Regions from separate parts of the Mus musculus genome. Here region 1 is linked to region 2. The links are chromatin contacts, called in public promoter capture Hi-C maps. All regions are on one chromosome and are shown on one strand. Each heading gives the region's core, a stretch centred on a gene start, on an enhancer-like site or on the middle of the called end of the contact. The rest is flanking DNA. Distances are from core to core; before and after follow the strand shown. Region 1 overlaps Gm34649 (a long non-coding RNA gene). Region 2 holds the start of Abi2 (abl-interactor 2).

The links. Promoter capture Hi-C pulls out the DNA fragments that hold promoters and counts their contacts.
Region 1: a promoter capture Hi-C map of hippocampal neurons shows a contact between it and region 2, with 5 times the contacts expected there. The contact joins the enhancer-like site here to the promoter of Abi2 in region 2. A contact is called at or near these places in 9 of 39 promoter capture datasets (the 3T3-L1 cell line, 3T3-L1-derived adipocytes, the C10 cell line and 5 more), 2 of 484 Hi-C or Micro-C datasets (the N1E-115 cell line and bone marrow-derived macrophages), 7 of 115 datasets of contacts at active chromatin or transcription factors (the 230-238 cell line, bone marrow-derived macrophages, embryonic stem cells and 2 more) and 2 of 9 other capture datasets (adipose tissue and liver).

The regions. Positions count from the first base shown.
Region 1 is chr1:60,934,024-60,938,583 of GRCm38.p6, reverse strand. It overlaps Gm34649 (a long non-coding RNA gene), which reads right to left. Exons shown (of 11, transcript XR_865468.2): 9 at 4,389-4,546. Among named protein-coding and RNA genes, the nearest start is that of Gm34649, 15 kb to the right of the region's middle. Within about 2 kb of position 2,178, at least 55 of the 459 cell types and tissues checked have an H3K27ac peak or open chromatin away from gene starts, as enhancers often do. A contact at or near this core is called in adipose tissue, bone marrow-derived macrophages and hippocampal neurons, where this site is marked.
Region 2 is chr1:60,408,329-60,412,676 of GRCm38.p6, reverse strand. It overlaps Abi2 (abl-interactor 2), which reads right to left and starts at 3,058. Exons shown (of 12, transcript NM_001198570.1): 1 at 2,758-3,058. The coding sequence starts at 2,874.

The sequences.
Region 1 (4,560 bases), core at 929-3,428, 530 kb before region 2:
ATCATAATCGTGTTTGTATCTGGGATCACTGACAGCTGGAGTTTCAGCAGCTAGAGTCCCCCTACTCTCCCTCTCCCACTGTGTTCCTAGTTCCTTCACACTGGCATGGTTGGATCCATGGGACCACTGGGACATCTGGCCCTGCAGCTGGCCTGAGCTTGAGTCTGGGAACATAATAATGATTCATTTGATGTCATCTAAGTCCTTAGATGACATCTTCAGTTTCCAAAAACAGAGGAGAGTTATGTTAACAATGAGTTTGGTCTTTGAAGCCACTTCAGTATTACTGTATTAACACTAATGAGAGTATTTTTTTCAGCCTGTCCTTTTAAAATTAACAGAATTGTTAAATATGTCTACAGTATAGGAAGGCTCTGGAATATAACCAAAATAGAGATAACTTCCATTCTTACAGTAGACTACATGATTTGTCTAAAATTTTGAAAGGAAATAATTACTTCAGAGAAAGTTTTGCCTTTCTTTCTGCTTTCACACACACACACACACACACACACACACACACACACACACATACATACATACATACATACATACATACATACATACACTCAGAGTTACACTTTATTTCAAGTCTTCCACAAGTCATTTGATCAGTTCTCCCTGATTGCTGGGCTATTCTACCATAACCAATCATTTCTAGGCACTAACTGCCAGAATGCTACCTAATTTTAAAGAGCCCACTGAGAGCTCATATCTCTGTACAGACCCAAAAGGGACCTTCTCCATTGCATAGGAGCTGGGCTCTGCTTTTCTGCTGACCTCTTTGCTCCCACACCTTGCTGGCTGGCTTTTGATGAGCACACATATTTGCATCCATGTGGGTTTAGGGAGCAATATTTTGATAAACATATAGCTTTATCTTCCAACCATTTTCCCTTTCCATCTCTCCAGGGAAGGTGGTCTCCCAACTTCCCTGCCCTTCCATGCCTCAGAGGAAGAAAAAGTGAGAGAAAGGGGTAGAACTACCCCATTAGTCTTTTTCACCTTGTGTCTACCAAAGCCCTCAAGATTAGGGAAGTCCTTTGAAGGGCCCGAAATGAGAACGACTTCCTCTTCCTTTAAACAGCTTCCCTTGGGGGTCAGGAATAAAGAGAGGTCAGTCAAGGAACAGAAAGGACCTATGCTTCAGTCCCTAGCAGTGCTGTCTAGAAGGAATGAAGAGAGGAACGGGAGCTGGAGAAAAGACACACATGGGCAAACAAGAGCAGACACAGTCCTCTCCATCCCCCTCCCTTGCCCAAGTCAAGTATGGTGGCAGAGGATAAGAGTCACCATCTTTGAAGGATAAGGAAGACAGATATGCAAGTGGACAGGTGTGGGAAGACATGACAGCCCCTGACCCCAGCGTCTGAATATTGCACAAGACCCAGAAGTATGACACAGTCCTGGAGACCTGGGGAAACCCCGAAAGGACTGAGATTAAGGTTTCTTTCCACTAGCCCAGCAGAATAAAGCTTACAGTCATAAATTAAAATCTGAAGCTGGTTACTAAAATGAAGACTATTGCTAAATATATAATCTGTCTCAGAACTAGACCTATTCCGTAGTATTGGCATCATATATACCATAATCAACAAAACTATGTGTAAAGTATTGCTAGGATTTGAAGCATCGAGGGAACGTTCTCATCAGGTATCAGGACTCATAACAAAATAAGCTCCAGTATCACAAGGTTGTCCTTTGTGGCAGACTGAGCAACTCTACCTGGAATTTGCTTTACATTGTGTGCGAACCCAATCCCAAAGATCATTCGCTAAATAGTATTCTGCGCACGTTACATGACACTGGAGCACCTGAAACAGTGCATCACATTCAGGAGCCTCTTTCAATAATGTTGGTCGGCTTGCCGAATGACCAGCATACTTACTGAAATGCTAGAATGACTCCCATCCTTCATTTTATTCTGCTAGTTTGAATTCATAAAGACAGAAAACTATTAGAATCAGCAGGGTGTGAACTGAAAGTGTACCAGCTCTTTTACCTTGTATGACTCCAACGATCAAGCTTTATGGAGTGTAATCCTATCACCAGAGAACTAACCCTAAAGGCAGAAGGCTGCTGTGTGTGCTTTTACAATGCCTGTGAAGGCGTTAATGGTTTGGAAGCCCCGGGATGACTGTGAAATCTGGGACACTGTGTTTCAAAGGGAGACATGGGCTCTGCTCAGCTGTGCTATGACTAGGCATGCTCTGGTGTTAGCCAATTGGAAACAGACTTTCAGCCGCACCGGGTCCTCATGATTTTCCACATTGCACTTCATGTTGCTAAAAATATGCTTCAACCTCTCCCTGTTGATAATTTGGAAGAGGATGTATTATAGTGAGAAACAGCTAAATATTAAACACCTCCTAATGGTCGCTTGGGATGAATACAGAGAATACACTCCAGCTGCTCAGAGCAAGCTCTCTGCCCCCTCCCTCTGCTAGAAAACGCTTCAAACAATGGTGTCCACATCTCCACTGACCAGAAAACGTGATTGCACATTTCAGATCACTGGCAGTCACTGCTTCAAAATACTAACTCACCACCCACCTACAAATCCTGTTCTTTTGCTTTCTCTTAAATAGTAAATGCAGTTTGGAATTTGGGATGTAAAGCAAGAATATAGGGAAGGTATATGGTTTCATAGGCAGAGCTGTGATGCTGGAGTTTATCTGAATATCAGTCCTGATGCCTCATGGGAATGCTTCCTTGCTGTTTCAAATCCTAGCGGCATTTGATTTTTGTTGGTTACACAACAGTAATTGTTAAACACAACGACTAAATAAAGCACAAAGTCCTTTTTTAAAAATTCCCTACTCATAGACAAATGCAAAGGGCTGAGTGGCAGACACTAAGTGACTAACAAGAAACTATTGTCTCTGCTTTTCCAAGGAAGCAATGAGAAAAAGAAAAACTATGGCCCCAAGGTTTTCTAAGTGAGAAGCATGGATGAAAACACCTGGGACCACTATTCCACAGGCTGTTAGCACACTTAGCATTAAACTGTCTTGCCTCTGAAGTGTTTCTAGTCCTCTGAACATCCACAGAATAACTGAGGCTGTAGCTGTCAGTGGAATGCCTGACCCTCTTTCTCAACCCCACAGCAAAGAAGAAAACATTTTCATACCTTTGTCTTGCCCAACCTGCTTATCCCAACACCTCCAGAATTACCTGCAGTGTGAAGCCATCCCCCTCCTTCTTCTTAGGTGAGTTGACAACGGATACATTTCCCACACTGTGCCTCAAGTTTCTTATCTTACAAGTGAATGCAATAATGGTTCTGCCTCATAATGGCCTTATGACAATGAAATAGTTCAATTTTAAGTCTTTAAGATAGTATTGATGCATACTGAGAATTAAATGTTTGTAATTATTATCCCAACATCCCTGAAGACTCTGGAGGTTTATTTTTTTTTTTTTTATTTCTTGAAATTAAAATATGGTTACATCATTTCTCCCCCTCCCTTTCCTCAATCTACCTCCTCTGTGCTCCTCCCCACTTACTCCTTCTCAAATTCAGGACCTCCTTTTCTTTAATTGGTAAGTGTGTGTACGTGCATGTGCTCATGTATGTCCGTGTGTGTATGTATGTGTGCGCGTGTGTGTGTGTGTGTGTGTGTGTGTGTGTGTGTGTACGTGTGTACAAATTTATAAATACAACCTGTTGAGACCACTTAGTGTTACTTGTATGTCTATAATTTCAGGGGTGACCACTTGCTTTTGGATAACCAGTTAGGAGGCTCATCCCTAGGGAAGGGTATTTCTCTTGCTTGCAACATTCCTTAGTTCTCTGTAACTTTTTGTCTAGGCCGTATGAGATTGGTTTTTTTTTTCCCTTCCACATTAGCATGTCTATTGCTGTTGGACTTGTTTGGGTCTTACTTAGACAGCCATATTGTTGGGGTAGCATGGGTAAAGCTTGCCTATCATTTCTAGGAGATAAGATGTCAGAGCAGATTTCTTGGCTATCTAGTTCTTACAAATGTTCTTTCCCAAACCCCCAGCTCCCCAACCCTTCCCCCCCCCCCCGCCCCCGCTTGATGGTCTCTGAGTCTCCAGTGCCAGAGTTGTGCCATAGATTGGGGCTGGACACCCCACAACTAGTTCTTCTCTTATTTTGGTTAGCTGTGGATGAGGAGTGAAACCTGCAGTTATCTATGGGATACAAGGATAAGCATCTAGAATGTGCTTAAAAAGTATGCTGGTTTAGTGAAGTGGCAATATAAGCTTCTCCTCTAAGATCCATAATCTTACTAGCCCTGAAAAAGGTAGATTTCCAGTACCAGGAATAATTTCACTCCTCTTAAATGGGCCTTATGTTCAATGAGACAGTGGTTGGTTAGCATTGAGTTAGGAATACCAAGGTATCCTACCCGTGGAGATACCTTGTCATGCTGGGGCTGTTATGGATCATAGACATCACAGCTGGGTATGACCATTGGTTGCCTCCCTTTCTTGGAAACTTGCGTAGTACCTTACAGTTCTTTGAATGCTAGTCCTCAGGGGAAAGGCTTTCAAATCCGATCCAAAGAGCCTCTGAATCCTGTGACCAAAGGA
Region 2 (4,348 bases), core at 1,809-4,308:
AATATCATCCTGGGAAAGTACTACAGTAATAAATCCAGTGAATCCCACAACAGAGGACAACCTATGAAACAAAAGTATAAACTCTATCTCAGATACTAAATTAAAAATAGTAGATGGCTTCAAATTCAAAATCTACTTCTAAAAAATAAATATACTTTTACAGTGGGCTGAGTGTACTTCAGTGGTAGCCTGTATTCTTAGCAAGCACAAGACCGAGTTCAGTCCCCAACACCAAAAATGAATAAGTAGAGCCGGGCGTGGTGGTGCCTTTAATCCCAGCACTTGGAGGACAGCCTGGTCTACAAAGTGAGTTCCAGGACAGCCCAGGCTACACAGAGAAACCCTGTCTCAAAAAAAAAAAAAAAAAAAAAAAGAATAAGTATAAGTATAAATAACACACCAACTTTGATACTCTGTAGGCTAGAATTATAAATTTTAAGACAATGTGATCTCTTTCACCTCTCCACTTTATCAATTCATGTACTTTCCCTTTATGTGGCAATTATAATCTCAAATTATGGTAACATTCATCTTTCAAAAACCTTTTTCTTATTAGCTGGCTGCAATTGCAATCTAATCACTTTTCCACTCCCCAATTTCTCTTCTGACAGATAAGACTTTCCCATACTATGTTACACAAGGGAACACAATTAGCACTTTGGGTCTTTTAGGTTTTGCCTCTCCAAGCAGCTGTGACGCCCTGAAAATAAGCATCACCTTTCTACCCACAATTCCCTACAAAGTATAAATTAACTATACTTAGCTCGTCGCACAGTATCCAATAGGAATTAGTTCTAGGACACACTCCCACCCCACCCCAATCCCCACTCCAACCCCATCCTTGGATACTGAAGTCCTTTACATAAAATGGCATAAAATTTACATTCAATCTATCACACATCCTCCCCTAGAGTTCAAATCTGTACATTATTTATACTATATAATAAAATGTACATGGCACGTTAAGTAGTTGTTACACTGTTTGGGAATGACAAGAAGAAGGAAGACTATTTCCTCCTCCCACAAGAAGGGCTGATGGTACATGGTATTGCTATTTAATTTGCTCACAGATCGGTCTCTTGAACTATATTATAAACCCCAGAAGAGTTCAGGATAAGCAATAAAAATCTTTGTTTTGTTTTGATTAAGATGTATTTTATGTATATGAGTACACTGTAGCTGTCTTCAGACACACCAGAAGAGGGCATCAGATCCCATTACAGATGGTTGTGAGCCACCATGTGGTTGCTGGAAACTTAACTCAGGACCTCTGGAAGAGCAGTCAGTGCTCTAAACCATTGAGCCATCTCTCCAGCCTGCAGTAAAACCTTTGAATGCTTCCTACATAGCTCTGTATTTGTAAAGTATCTGACAGACATTTGTGGGGAATTTTGATCAATCTTTGACCAAAGACACACACACTCTTCCTACTGAACACACACTTTCCACCACTTCTTTTTAGGGGAGAAGATTCAATTATGTCTGATTCATTCTCAATACAAATGTTTACAACATAATAGTAGAGTTCAGTGTGTGTATAACCAAATAAAATCTAAGCACATTGTCTTTGACTAACAATGTGGTCCTCAAAAAACTTAAGATCCTATAAATTGCAGCATCTGGGTTTTTTTGTTTTGGTTTTTTGGGGTTTTTTTTTTTTTTCCAATTCATACTCAGATTTGAGAATGTTTTCAATACAACTGCTGTTAAGGATATCTGCAGGGACGGGAGTAGGGACAAGAACATTAAAATACAGCTAACAGTTTAAGCATCACGCTTCCATTCCATTTTATCCAAAGAATTTAAACGGGAGTAAAAAAAATGTAGACACAACCTGTAATTCAGTATAAGCCCTACGGAAAACAAGAGATACTGGATTTGCATACCATGAGTTAATTTTTAAAGTGTTGCTTCACAAAATTTTTACATTTATCCCATGACCAGCTGGTTCTCATCTCACCAATGCCCCGCCCCACACACACTTCTCACCTTCCTACACACACATACACTGAAGTCCCTGGGCCAAACCAATCATCATGGGAAAAAAACTAAACCATGTGGTTCGTTTCCCTAATTCTTTGTGAAAATAGTCATAGTTCTTTTTTCCCCAAAGGAAAATTACCTATTCTAACGAGACCTGAGAAGGAAAGGCAGCTCATTATCAGTTTCCCATTCTCCACAGGGAGGAGAAAAAAAAAATGGTATTAACTTGCAATAAGAGACAGCCGTTCCACCATGCCCCTTTTACATTTTAAAAATGTTTAAACTTAAGGGTTAAGAATTTTTGTTTTGTCTTCAGGGTACATTCGCAGGAATGGAGAAGTGAGGCATTTCACTTTGCAGAAAAAGGACCCCTTAATAAAAAGGGGGTCCCTCGGAATTTGGGCAGGGGGTAACCTATCCCTCTGTCACACAAGCCTGCCATCGAGCAAGATCCCGTTAGACAGAAAACGCCACTCGCCACCTCCCCCGCCATCCGGAACACTGACAGGAGAGGACTGCGGGGGCGACGGGGCAGAGGCGAGGGGGCGGGACGCCACGCACCGCACGGCACCGCACCGGTCACTCGCACGGGGCTGCTGGGGCCTGGTGGCGACCCTCGCTCCCTGCAGCCGCCGCCCTCGCCCTGTCCCTACCCCGGCGCGGCTCCCTGGACCGAGCACCGCGCGGCCTCCCCCGCTCGCCATCGCCCCGCGCGCCCCTCACAGCCCGCGTCCTGCCGCGCCGAGCCGCGCGAGGGGCCGCGTCGCATCGCACCTGGATGTAGTTATTCTCGCAGTAGTCGGCCACCCGCTCCAGATTCGTGTAGCTGTCGAAGAGAGCCCGGCGGCCCCCCGGGATTTCCTCTTCCAGCAGCATCTGCAGCTCCGCCATCTTCACATCCTTCTCTTCCTCCTCCTCCTCCTCCTACTCCTCCTCATACAGCCCGCAGAGGCAGCGGCCGCGACGCCCGGGAGAGGAGGAGCAGCGGCGGACGCGGCGGGAATCGGGAGGAGCGAGCGGCTACCCCCCCACACACACCCTACGGCGCGCGACGAGGGAGGGGGCGGAGGGGAATGGAGGCGGGGCGCGAGCCGACGGGCCGCGAGGACGGTCACCGCGGCGACGGGCGCGCGCACGCGCGCTCCCCTCCACCCGCCCCCAGCGCCCGAAAAAGATTCCCACCCGCGCCGCCCCTCCCCCACTTCCGGCGTCTCCTAGCGACGGGAGGGCGGGGGCCGGGATGCGCGCGGGAGCGGGGCTCTGGGTTAACCCTTCGGCCCCGCGCGGCCTTCCTGGGTCTGGGAGTCCTCAGCAGCCTTTGTTAGCCGGGCGGGAATGCACCTCTGCTCCCTGCTGCTTCACGCCGCCGCCCCCCATCTTCACCTCTGCACTTCACCCGGGGCCGGAACCCTGCGGAGGTCATCTGCCTGAGGAAGCTCGCCTAGGGAGAGGACACAGTGTCTTCACAAGCTCTGTGAAAGATAACACCTCATCCGAACAGGCAGAGCCACTGAACTTCCAGGCAGCTCTAAATACCACCTTGAACCTCATCGGCTTCTTTACAAATTGCAGTTACCTAGTCCCAAACCTATTCGTTCGTTCATTCATTCATTCATTCATTCACTCCCTTCCGTCCCCTGTCCTGTCCTCTCTTTCTTCTTGGCATGGTCTCCTGTATAGACCGGGCTGACTGGAATTACAGCCACATGCTGTGGTTGCCCAGCCTGGGCCTCCTCCTCACTTCACTTTTTTTAAAATTTCGATGGTGGTTTTGCTGGTACTATTTTATTTATTCACATGGTTGTAGCATGAATAAGATTAAACGAACAATGACAAACGTGCGTTTTTTTCAGATTAAGTACTACAAATTCAAGGACGTTCATCCTGGTCTTGTTATCCAGATATCTAATCTTTTTTCATAAATATGATTGGCCCACACCGTGAAACTTGAAAAAAATAAATAAAACTGACACCTTCTGTGATATCAAGACCACAATCTTTGTTAGTTCTGTGGAAACCCAAAGGGCACCCACCATCTTAGAGGGGTTTAGAGTTTAGGATTTGTGGTTTCAACTTTTATTGCTCTTGCTGTCACTTGGCCTCCTGTGATCAAATTTCAGATGATGAGGGAACGATTATACATTCCTAGAAAAAAATCAAATGCACTCGCTCACATATTTGTGGAGTAAACCCTGTGTTGTTACGTTGGCTTTATGATAAATACATTACCAATATGCGTGAGCTTTTGCCGCAGAGCCTAAAACAGTATTTTTAAATGATGATGTGGTCCACCTGGATCTATTGTTCAGCACTTTAAACACCTGTCTTAGTGTGAATGTTCTAAGTGTGAGAAGCTTGTTAAAAA